2 separate regions of the Mus musculus genome follow, and region 2 is linked to region 1. A link is a contact called in public promoter capture Hi-C data. All regions are on one chromosome and are shown on one strand. The core of a region is the stretch at or near the end of the contact, and the rest is flanking DNA. Distances in the headings are between cores, read along the strand shown. Region 1 overlaps Dynlrb1 (dynein light chain roadblock-type 1). Region 2 overlaps Trpc4ap (transient receptor potential cation channel, subfamily C, member 4 associated protein).

Region 1 (6,293 bases), core at 1,070-3,569:
CCAGCTTCAGTCTCCTTCAGGAACAACCAGATTTGTGTGTGTGTGTGTGTGTGTGTGTGTCTGTCTGGTCTGTGTTGTCTGTGTGTCTGTATGTCTGTCTATGTCTATGTGTGTCTGTATGTGTGAATCTCCCTCTGTAGACCAAGGAGTTCTTTATACACCAGAATATATATCTGTATATATATCTGAAAGTTCCTCTGTAGGCCGGGCTGGGCTAGAACTCACAAAGATCTGCCTGCCTCCAACTCCCAAGTTTTGGGATTAAAGGTGTGCTCCAGACAGGACCCCCCCCCCCGGGAGTAATTTACATAAGTGTATATGTGCTGTGTTTTCATACATGGTAGATTTCTATAATCAGTACTGTATTGTTGTTTGCATTCATAAAATTGCTACATATTTAGATGAACATTCCAAGTGAACTCATATGGCAGTTGTATATGATCTGTAAGAGGTGCACGAGGTCATTCTTACCCCTCCCCCAAGCTAACCACTGTTGGCAGCTGGGTATGCTTCCTTTTTGATATGTTTGGTGCATGGGACTATTTTTTTATTTGTGCCTTATATGGTGCACAACTTGCCATTTAACCAAGGATGACTTTGAACTTCCAATCCTCCTGCCTCTACCTCCTAAGTGCTGGGATTTGGGGTGTGTGTGTTTGGGGCAACCTGCTGGATTGGATCAGAACAGGCAGGTGTACTTATCTGGAGTCCATTTGATTTGTGACAGGTGAGTCCAAGTCTTAAGACTCTTGATTCCCAAAGTTTATATGAACTGTAGTTTGCAAAAGGATATACCATTGCATTGAAATCCATATTTTAGAAAAATAGTTAAGAGGTGTCTGTTAGACACCAGGAGTAGACTCGTGCGTTTGAGAGCTAGTTAAAGGTTTACAGCTATAGATACACAGATTGAACAGAGATGGTTTTAGCATGATAAGCATCTTTAAGTTTATATTCAGAAGCCAACCAAAGGGAAATGAAAATCTTGAGCTTATGGCTGAATTGTTAACTGCCAGTGTTTCATTAGCTCATCAGAACTCCACTGATCAATGTTAAAATTCTCAACTTTGAAATGACAATAGCATGCAGGGAGAATATGAAACATTTCCCCTTTTTATACCTTAAATTGTTTCTTACATCTCTGTAACTTGAAATTATATACATTAAAACATCTTCTTAGATCCTCTGACATTTATCACTTGCATTTACCAACTTTAAATATCTTTCATCTGAAGGATTTTTTATTTCTAATCCATCACTATCAAGTTCTTTTACATCCTCTAACCTTCACCTTGCATTTATCAGCCTCGAACATTTTTCTTAGACCTTAACCTGCTGGGTTGGATCATAACTCACCTGTGCCTTGTGCTCCATGTTGCTGTCTCCTTGCCCTCCGCTTCCGCCTCTGACGCTCTGGGGGGTCAGTGGGTGCTCCAGTCTGAGAGTGTGGGGAGAGGGGCCGGAGGGGGTCTGCTCCCTGGATGCTGCTTCTTTCTCATGTCTAGGATCTAATCTATCCCTAGTTAGAAGACTGAAGGTATCTACAGGTACTTTACCTGGTCCATGCACACCATAATAATCTCCAAGTCTTTCTCTAACCTTCTCCTAGGTTGCTAAATTTACTGTACCTTCTTCAAGAAACCAAGGACAAATCACCTCTACAAAATCTAAAAAATTAAATGTAGTTGCTGTTGCCCTACTTGAGCAAAGCATATTCTTAAGCATTTGTACAAAAAGCAAACGATTGTTTCCACTTCACATCTTTTTTCCCTGTCTTTTTCTTTTTCCAAGCTCCCTTATCTGTTTCCCTGTGTCGGTTACAAGAAACTCTCATTGCACTGAGCCCCTTTTTCTTTCTCAAGCTCTCCCTCCTCGTTGTCCTTCACTTGATCCCCCAATTCCAACCAACCTGCTGGGAACAGTCCTCTGAGGCGGGAGTGAGGATAATTATAGGGAAGGCAGAAAAAAGATGCAAGAGACAGGTATGGGAGGGCTGCAGGTCAATGCCACATCGGCCTCTAGTTAGTTTTTCTTAGCCTTTTTATACCTCACAGTATTCTGGGAAGCAAAGCCACAGGAACGACTGCGCCATAACACATAAGCCATCAGTTCTCATCCCAGAGCCTCCCTGTAACTCCCAAGGTCAGTGGAGTCTTCAGCCCCTCATCTTGCCTGACGTGCACCTTCTCTTACTGTTCCATGCCTCAGCAGGCCAGGAAATCTGCCAGTACCCCTGACCTGCCTTGACTCTGCCTGGCAGGCAGGCTTTTATTTATTTTCTTTCTCTCCACAGAAGCAGGCAAACGGCTTCTGACACAACCATGCCCTTTTACCCAGGTTCTAGATTAGAGGCATGAAGCTGCTTGGCGCTCTGTAGGGGGAGCCCTCTACCCACCCTGTGGCATCTGGCACTGTTCTTACAGGAAGTAGGTTGTTAGGGTGAGCCTTTCATAAAAATAACCCATTGTGTTATCTCCAGTTTTGGAGCACACACACACACCGCCCCCAGCTCTAGCTCTTTGGACCCAGGTGATGGAGAACCATTCTTTCTGTGAATGACACCCCTGTTTCCAAAGACCCTTTGCCTTCTTCCCTTTTGGAGATAAAGTCTCTATAAAACCCTGGCTGTGCTATAGCTCACTATGTACAGACTGGCCTTGATTTCACAGAGATCCGAACGCCTGTCCTGACTACGTTTGAGGAGCTTATGACTAGATTCCAAGCCTGTGGAGGGGGCACCCTGAGAATAAGCACACTTCAAAACCAGGCTCCAGCTGTAGAGAGAGGAAGGTCAGCTAGACTTGTGTTCATGGGGACCTACTCTGCTGACCACTCTAAGAGACTAAGTAGCTAGACACAGGCTCTGACATGTCTCACAGAGTCACAGACTAGGTCTTGAAGAGATGTGTCAGGTGGTCTAGAAAACTATTTGGTTTCAGAAAAGCAGCTTTGAAAGTTTGTTTTTTTTGAAGGGGTGGGGAGGACCAGGTGTGATAGCACACATCTTTAATCCCGGCAGAGGCAGAGGCAGGCAGTCTCTGAGTTTGAGTCCAGCCTGGTCTACAGAGTGAGTTCCAGGACAGCCAGGGCTGTATAGAAGCATGTTTCACAGAGGGAGATCCTACTTCTCATCATCTGCTCAGTTGACAGGCTCTGTGTGCTAGGACGTCCCACCTTGAGCAGTTTCTGGATAATCAGAGCTCTTCCTGAGACATAGTTCCTGTTCCTTCCTTCGTTCTTTTTCTTTTCTTTTCTTTTCTTTCTTTTTTTTTTTTTTCTTGTGGTGATTTTTCAAGACAGGGTTTCTCTGTGTAGCCCTGGCTGTCCTGGAACTCACTCTGTAGACCAGGCTGGCCTCGAACTCAAAGAGATCTGCCTGCCTCTGCCTCCCAAGTGCTAGGATTAAAGGCATGTGCCACCACTGCCCAGCATATTTCCTGTTCTTATATACCAAGTGTCACTGTGTTTAGGGTGGCAGCTTTTTAAGTCACTGAGTTTATCTTTATGGGGTCATTTTGCTCCCTTTGAAATATTTTCATTTTTGATGTTTAACCTACAAAGAATGAAGTGCCTCTTTCCTGTTAAAAGCTACTACTTAGGTTTTTGTTTTTTCCAGTTCATCAGAATACAGTGCCACATGAGTGAGTCATGGGTCGTGGGTGTGTCTGTACTCCAGGGAATGGGGTTTTTACTCTGCTCTCAAATAGCTGATGGGCAGGGAGGGGATGGCCGCCTGGTGTAAGGGGCCAGAAACAGTGCTGCTCATGCTGGGGCTGCCAGTGGTGGCCTGAGGAGCACTCCATATGGGCCCGGCCTGGGCAGCTTTGGAGCACTACCAAGTGCCTGGGTGTTTTTTTTTAGATGACTCTCATTCCTGGGCCGGGATCTGAAGACGTTAATCCGGTCTGCCTACTGACTCCTAATCTTGGTCTCCTTTCTGGCAGGCAGAGGTGGAGGAAACACTCAAGAGGCTTCAGAGCCAGAAAGGAGTGCAGGGCATCATCGTGGTGAACACAGAAGGTAGGCCCTTGTCCATCCTGTACCCAGGCAGGTCTCCAGAAAGCAGCCCATACCAAACACAGTGACCTTCCTCACCACAGTGTCCTTCCACACCACACACAGTGTCCTTCCTCACCACAGTGTCCTTCCACACCACAGTGTCCTTCCTCACTACACACAGTGTCCTTCCTCACCACAGTGTCCTTCCACACCACACACAGTGTCCTTCCTCACCACACCGTGTCCTCCCACACCACACAGTGTCCTCCCTCACCACACACAGTGTCCTTCCACACCACAGTGTCCTTCCACACCACACACAGTGTCCTTCCTCACCACACACAGTGTCCTTCCTCACCACACAGTGTCCTTCCTCACCACAGTGTCCTTCCATACCACACAGTGTCCTCCCACACCACACAGTGTCCTCCCACACCACACACAGTGTCCTCCCTCACCACACACAGTGTCCTTCCTCACCACACACAGTGTCCTCCCACACCACACACAGTGTCCTCCCACACCACACACAGTGTCCTCCCACACCACACACAGTGTCCTTCCTCACCACACACAGTGTCCTTCCACACCACACACAGTGTCCTTCCACACCACACACAGTGTCCTTCCTCACCACACACAGTGTCCTTCCTCACCACACACAGTGTCCTTCCTCACCACACACAGTGTCCTTCCTCACCACAGTGTCCTTCCTCACCACACACAGTGTCCTCCCACACCACAGTGTCCTTCCTCACCACACACAGTGTCCTTCCTCACCACAGTGTCCTCCCACACCACACACAGTGTCCTTCCTCACCACACACAATGTCCTCCCACACCACACACAGTGTCCTCCCATACCACAGTGTCCTTCCTCACCACACACAGTGTCCTTCCTCACCACACACAGTGTCCTTCCTCAATCCTAAGGAGCCCAAATTCATTCTCATTTTCTTTCTTTAAAACATTTCCAAAGTTCTGATACTATTCTTTTTTTTTGTTTTGTTTTTTTAAGATTTATTTATTATCATATGTAAGTATACTGTAGCTGTCTTCAGACACCCCAGAAGAGGGCAGCAGATCTCATTATGGATGGTTGTGAGCCACCATGTGGTTGCTAGGATTTGAACTCAGGACCTTCAGAAGAGCAGCCATCTCTCCATCCCCTCTGATAGTATTCTTGTGATTTTTTTTTTTTCTTCTTTTGAGGCAGGGTATTGGTGTGTAACCTAAGCTATCCTGGAACGTGGGATCTTCCTGCTTCTGCCTCCTGAGTGCTGGAGCTAAAGGCATGCACCACCTTAGAGATCTTAACTTAGTAAATATGAATTTTTTTTCTCAGTTCCACTGCCTTGACAGATCACAGCTGTCAGTATTCTGTGTTTTTCAGCCCTTGTGATTATCCAACTTATTTCTCAGGTGATAATCAGAGTTGTTAAGACTTGTTTTTGTGTTAAGGTAGATCTCTGTGAGTTTGAGGCCAGCCAGGTCTACAGAGCAAGTTCCAGGATAGCCAGGGCTACACAGAGACAGGAAGAAATTTAATTGATGATTGCCTCTTATTACAAAGCCAAAATTGTTTCTAAGATTTATTTTTTATTTTTATTTTCTGCATATGGGTGCTTTTGCCTGCATGTTAAGTATCTACCATATGTGTGCATTGTATGAGGAGCCAGAAAAGAGTGTCAATTCCCTAGAACTGGAGTTATAGAAGGTTGTGAGCTGCCATGTGGGTGCTGGGACTTGAGCCCAGGTCTTCTCTCTGGAAGAGCCATCTCTCTAACCTGCAGAACCAAGATTCAAATCTGAGTGCACCTTTGGGGTCTGTAGGCCCTGATGGCCCCAACAGCCTTAAGGACCAGCCTCGGAGAGAGATTCATGGACCTGTCCAGGAGGCAGCAGAGAGAACAGTGAAGATCCAGGGGAACCACATAGACCCTGCTCTGGCCCTGATCTAGTATACAAGCAGATGGCTGGCTGACAAACTGCTGTGCCGAGGCTGCAGACGCAGCTTGTAGGTGTGAGCAGCCCAAGAAGATAGATGTCTGAGATGGCTGAAGCTGTCAGTCTTCTCCACTGAAGGCTGTTCTCTGACCTCAGTTCGAGTTTTTACCCCTACTTAGAATGTGTACTGTTGCCAGTCTGCCTTCCAGGTCTTCCTTAGACTCTCCTCTTTGAAGAAGCTAAGCTCTAGGGCTGTTTACAACCACCTGTATCTCTACTTCTGGAGGGTTTGATCCCCCTTCTAACCTCCTCAGGCTGCTACATGCACATGGTGTCCCCCGTTAGGA
Region 2 (6,293 bases), core at 2,343-4,842, 400 kb after region 1:
TCTAGGTGAGGTCTGACACACCCACCACAGCTGCATACTATAGTCCTGTGCAGAAAAACAGAATGAAGGGACCCTGTTCAATCCAAGCAGTCAGTCTAGAAGGCAGCTTTTTCTTTACTAAGATGATATACTTGCTCATTAGAGGAAGCAAACCAGTGGAGAAGTTGACACAATGGAGAAGTTGACTAACACATCGAGTTTGGTCAAGACTGTCCTCCTGACCCAGGCACACAATTCCTGGCTGGAGGCCAGGTGCCTGGCAGTTAGACTGCAGCCATGTGCACTGGCACCTTGGCCTCCTCACCTTTCATGTCCACCTGGTTTTCAAATCGGTCCAGTGACAGAGTGACACAGCGCACCAGCATGTTGGAGTCCACTAGCGAGCTGTTGATCTGTTTCAGGAACACCTGGAACTGGAGCAGAGATGGTGCTTACTGGCAGGCTGCTGGCCAGGGCACCACCAACCTTCTACCCCAGCTCCACTACTCCGCAGATGGGACACCGAGTGGCCTGCTAAGATGCTCTAACAGCCAAAGTTCTCAGCCCAATAGTCTTAGGGTCTGGCTTGAAGCCTGACTGTCCCACCAGATCCCAGACTCTTCCAACTGTGTGACCACCCCTGAAGATGGGCAGGCCAAAGCTTACGGACAGCTGGTACTTCAGCCAACAGCACGGAGCCCTGGACAAGCCCTACCTTTGCATCAGTGTTGATATATTTATTGAATCTCTTGAATGCATCGACGTTGAACTTCATCAGCTCTCCCAGGAGATCAAAGTAGCTCTGGAGTACATCCCTAGACTTGCACTCACTGTCCACAATGCAGTATAAGATGTGCTGGGTCAAACAGGGGACAGGGTGAGTGAGTGGATGGGTCTGCCCCCCACCCTCATCTGTTTGCCACTCAGGCCTGGCCTGGAGCTCAGACTACCCACTTGGTTCAAGCAAGCATACAGGTGGATGAAACCTGCAACTTTGTCTAGGCTCTTTTCTGAGGATACTGGTGGCTCCAAGGACAGAACCAGGTGGCTGACCTCAGCAGGGGGAACAGGGTGGGTAGGTGGTATTCTCTTTCCCAGGCTCCCACACAACGCCTCTGACTTGCTCTGCAGCTACCTACATGGTTCTGTCTCCAGACCTAACAAGGGCTGCTGCCCTAAGCACGAGGGCCCAGGATTGAAGAGCAGGGCACATATTCTGACCCTCTGCACTGTCTTATGTTTACCAATAAAACCGCATAGAACACACACAAATCACTAAATAGTTACTCAGAACAGTAAGCCAACTTAACTCCTCAACAGGGAACTCTTCCCTGCTTCCATTCTGGTTTCTGATTTCCCCTCCCTCCCTCTCTTCATTCCTGCTTTGTTTTTTTTGTGAGACAGGGTCTGGCCTTGAACTTGAACAACTCCTGCTTCTGCTTCTAAAGTGTGGGGTCTCCAAGCTCAGTTCATTTTCTTGAGCTTACATGATTGGCAGCTGCTTTCCTTTACAATTCATGGTTCCATGTTCATAGTCATTTCCTAAAAATACCAACTGTAATTCTAGCTATTTGCTCTCTCTTCAAATTCCTTTTGCTACATGCCATTAATCAATATGGAAATATCATTACTTTTATTTTCTTACATCACTGCCCCCTCCCACAGCTCCTCATCCCATTCTTCCTCCCCGCTTTGTTTCCCCCTCACTGCCACCCACCAGGCTTCCCCACTCCCTGAAGCCTCAAGTCTCTCAAGGGTTAGGCAAGTCTTCTCCCACTGAGGCCAGACCAGGCAGTCCTCTGCTGTATATGTGTCGGGGGCCTCGGACTAGCTTGTGTATGCTGCCTGGTTGGTGGCTTTGTTAACTTTTAGTCAATACCAAATTATCCCCAGGGTCAAAGGGCTTGCTGGGTAACTCTGTATTCTAAATTCCTGCACAACTACCTGAGTCCTTTAGCCCTCAATACCTACAGGGAGCCCACAGCTGGCAACCCAGGGCCAACCCTGGAACAATGCGCACTAGGAACAACCAGAAAAGGTCTGTTCCTGACCAAACTCTTTAAGGCTCAGAACGAAGAATCAATTCGAGGGGCTGGACTGGGGAGGACAGCTACTCGACGCCCTGCTTCCTCCAGTATACCTCCAGAAGGCCTCGCTTCAGCAGGAACATCTGGTCTGCATAGGAGGTGGTCCCTCGGAGGAAACTTTCCACAGCCCGGGCTTGCCAAAACCTGCAACCCAAGTGTTGATCCTGGACCAGGAGGCTTTGGCTGCCCTCCCCTGGTGCAGGCTAAATGCCCCCAGAGGCAGAGTGGTTTGCAGCCCAGTGTCTAATATTTACTTAACATTTCCCAGTCTGTGCCCCAGTCCTAGGTCTTGAGGACAGATCAATAAGCAAGAGGATCGCCATTCTCATGTATGGTGCTCACAGCTCGGCAGGGGCCAGTCTTTCATTGTGGGCTGGACCAAAACGTGTTTCTATGGTATATGGGCATACACAGTGGCATCTGGGCTCAAAGAGTGGCCTCTAGTAAGTTCCATGTAAAACCACTCTAGGCTTTCCACTCTCAGAATACTGGAAAGACATAGACCAGGGATGTGTGGCCAGCAGAAGGGTTTGTGTGGCGACATCACTGACTTCATATGCATTGAGCTGGTCTAGATAGGAGCCAACAGATACTGAGTGGCCCAAAGACTCAGCTGGGATACCTGAGGGAGGGTCTGAATAGGTGAACCCTGTAGGGACAGAGCCCTGTACCCAGGCCTGGTGGAATCCTCTTGTCTACAACCTTTCCAAGCCCCCCCCCCCCCCCCGGGCGGTCCCTGGCTCTATTTTCTCCCATACTGCACTGAAGCAGGTTTCTTTCCTTTCATGCTTCCTTCCCATGATCCCTGGAAGTCACACAGGCATAGCCTGGATCCATTTGTGCTCTACCTCTCTAGTGACAGCCTGATGATCACCTACCTCCTAAAATACCCTGCTGGCATGTGACAAGGACACACGCACTTACCAGCTGAATCCCATAGTGCCAGCGGCTGGTGAGGCCGCCTCCCCAACCTTAAGGAGTAGGTACTGGAGACTAACCCATTGGGAACCCCCTGGCTCCTAGACCCCTCCCAAGCACAGCTCTCCTTACTCACCTGAATGAAGACTCCGCTGGCTCCTTCTTCATGACCTGCAGCAGCCGAGTTAGTAGGCCCCTCTTGCCGTCACACACCAGACTCCTGAAATCAAAGGGACAGACAGCACTGGTGACAGAACTGAATGGCTAAGAGGGGCCACTGAGCTCGTCCTGTGTCGCTGTGGATGGAGGAAAGAACAGGCAATGTCTGAGTCTGCAAGGATGCTTTCTTGCTCCACCGTGTGCCAGGACCTCAGAGACTGCAGCCGTCAGCTCAATGGCCAGGTGCATTTCTCCTGCGCCTTAGGCCGCTTTTCCCTCCTCAGACCCACTGGCCAGAGGCAGAGGCACACCCATGGCCAGATGGGGCTCCAAACTGCCAGAAGGCGGCCATTTACATCACAAATGGGTTTAATTCAGGCCACAGCAGAGTATGCCAGATGGAATAAAAAGTCTGTGCCAATTGGGCAGTGCCCAGAGTTCTTTATCCTGCCCAGGGTCAGTTCCAGCTCAGCTGTGGGCTTCCAGGCCTCAGCTTCCCGTCTATGAGGCAAAGGCAGCAGTAGGTAAGAAAATGATTAGGCCTGTCACAGTGGCAGGTGTCTGGGCCCTTAAACTCTCTCTTCACACGGCAGCTCCATTTCCAGCCCCTGCAGACGCCGGGGCACCGATGGATCCATCTTCTCAGGAAGAAGTTGGGGATTTCTGACTGTAGCTGCTAGATTAGGGCCACACTTCACAAGCCCCCATGAGCCAGACATGGCACTGTGTTGATCCCAAAGAGGAGGTAGACATAGGGCAGAGGGTGAAGGGTTAGCTTCTTCTTGTCCTGCTTGGCACAGCTGCCACTGGGCAAGAAATGAGGATACCAGTAAAGGGGCCATGATTTGCATGGGATAAGGTGGAAGGACAGAGTATAGCTGACCTTTGCTGTCATATACATGTAAAGAGGAAGATGACGATGGCACTTCCTTCTGAGGCTGCTGTGATCCTCAGTTAGGAAATGCAGGAGATGTGAGGATCTAGCTCACAAAGCCAGTGGGGTGGTAGCTACGTGTGAGGAAGCACAAGTACGCAGCCCCGCGTGTGCCCTGCTGGGAGCCCTGTATCCACAGCGGTCCCCACAAAGATCACCTGTCAGTGTTGAGGACAGCCTCCACCTCAGGGATGTTGGCTTTCAGCGAGATGGCACTGAGCTCATTTAGCTCCTGGTTGTTGAGCAGCAAGTACTTGTTCCTGAAACAGACGGGTGCAAAGGGTAAAGGGCGGGGCTGGAGCTGCTGAGCAGCTCTGCAGCGGGCACAAAGTCTGCTCTGCCCACTCCTGTCGGGAGGAGCACTGAGAGTCCCCCAGCACTTCTACACGTGCTTGTCATTCCTAACAAGCCCGTCCTCGGCACCTCCAGGTCTCCATGTTGCACACTGAACACTTCTCTATGACTTCTCAGAGTCACCTGCACTTCAGCACATCTGATCCTGTCTGCCATCTTAGTCCTGAGCCTAGCCCTGCTGCAGCATTCTCAGTGGCCAGAGTCACAACGCAGAGGCCTGACCAACTGTGACACAATCGCTCCTCTTCCTTCCGTCCAGGCTTGTCATTACGGTCTGTGCAGCACAGAAGCACTTGCTCAGCTGCTTCTCACAGGAAGGGAACCCTCCCTCAGCTCCTTGAGTGATTTCTAAAACAGGACTGGGACCATGTCATTATTGAAAATGCTTACCCAATTCTCACACCCTGTTGTGTGAACCCCTAGGGAGTGATCATGTCTTTGAGGCCCTGTGCAGCCAGGCCACCTCTGTGGCTACAACAAACTGAGCAGCTCACACCTGCCACACCATCTGGCCACTCTGGTTTTCATGACCACGCCATATCCTCCTACAGGGCTTCTCTATGTGGGAGCCTTCTGGCTCAACTCTCTCACGCTGCCTCTTCATCCCGGTCAGGCCTCTGCTCACAGATTGCTTCTGCAATAGTCACTGAGCACCGCCAGCCGGTCAGGACACTTGACAACTGTCCTTTCACGGAGTGTGCTCTTTTGTTCCCACACACCATGCCTATTTGACATCAGGCATTCTGTAACTGGTGACCTTCTCTAATGGTAAACTTCCTCTCCCAAATGTACTCTACATGACAGCAGGGATCATAGTATTTCCACTAGGCCAGGTACAAAGAAGTACTGATTTAGAGTCTGATGAAAGCTAGGACAGGGACGGACACACACACACACACACACACACACTCGGTATAATTCTGTCAACTACAGATGCCTTCAGCCACAGACGTTCTCACAAAACAGAATCATAAGAGACAGAGGCCCCTAGGCAGCACTGTCCTCAGGCATGTTCTATTAACTTGTACAACATTGAAAACTCAGGCTGCCCCAGCACTGCCTTGAGAACCCCTCCTCTGGGCCCTTCATGGAGGCCTCCAATCCAGTGCATCCACCTTTCTGTGCACACACAGTCGTCAGGTCCTTACCCTAATGCCACGGCCAAGAATCCCGTGTTTCCCCCTCCCTTGCACTGTTTCCCTTATAGTGGACAATCATTTTCTTATACATTCTCCACTAAAAGCTTAATCATTAAAAATCAGAGACTATCGCAAAAAAGTGGGAAGGGGGAGCCAACACACTTCACTGTAGAGGTGGGAGCCTCCATGTTTCCAGTCAGGGACTCTGCAGCTAAGAGGCTAGTCATTGCACAAGGGTGTTGCTCCCAGGGCACAGAGGGACAGCACTTTCATCCTCTGATGGTGGCTGTGAGGGCAGAGGAAAGATTCGGTGCTCAGATAGAAGGAAGGGTTGTCAACCTACAGGGCTGAGGAGCACAGCCTCACAGATATTGGGGGCTCCCACCAGCCCTACAGACTGCTCCTGGGTCAGAGAACAGAGAAGCTCAGGGGAGGGGCCTGCAGACGATGCCTCCAGGGGATACTTACTCATGGTGGTCACTGAAACTCTGGAGAAGTCTCAAAAACTGGATCTTCAAGGTGATGTCCTAGAACACATATTAAAGCTACGTTTGTCACAACACTTGTACAAAAAACAAGGCTGGGCTCTGGTGACATCCCTGTCTAGCTACACTGCTTCTTATGCGTCCCTGTCCTCCAGCACAATGAGGGTTTTCCTTTTTTTTTTATTAGATATTTTCTTATTTACATTTCAAATGTTATCCCCTTTCATAGTTTCCCCTC

The links. Promoter capture Hi-C pulls out the DNA fragments that hold promoters and counts their contacts.
Region 2: a promoter capture Hi-C map of liver shows a contact between it and region 1, with 2.4 times the contacts expected there. The contact joins two enhancer-like sites. A contact is called at or near these places in 4 of 39 promoter capture datasets (liver, neutrophils and pre-B cells) and 1 of 115 datasets of contacts at active chromatin or transcription factors (embryonic stem cells).

The regions. Positions count from the first base shown.
Region 1 is chr2:155,238,787-155,245,079 of GRCm38.p6, forward strand. Dynlrb1 (dynein light chain roadblock-type 1) reads left to right here. Exons shown (of 4, transcript NM_025947.3): 2 at 3,945-4,020. Among named protein-coding and RNA genes, the nearest start is that of Dynlrb1, 5.4 kb to the left of the region's middle. Within about 2 kb of position 2,320, at least 100 of the 459 cell types and tissues checked have an H3K27ac peak or open chromatin away from gene starts, as enhancers often do. A contact at or near this core is called in liver, where this site is marked.
Region 2 is chr2:155,637,354-155,643,646 of GRCm38.p6, forward strand. Trpc4ap (transient receptor potential cation channel, subfamily C, member 4 associated protein) reads right to left here. Exons shown (of 19, transcript NM_001163452.1): 11 at 6,039-6,097; 12 at 4,236-4,337; 13 at 3,121-3,204; 14 at 2,120-2,210; 15 at 695-835; 16 at 305-413. Among named protein-coding and RNA genes, the nearest start is that of Gm22334, 13 kb to the right of the region's middle. Within about 2 kb of position 3,593, at least 54 of the 459 cell types and tissues checked have an H3K27ac peak or open chromatin away from gene starts, as enhancers often do. A contact at or near this core is called in liver, where this site is marked.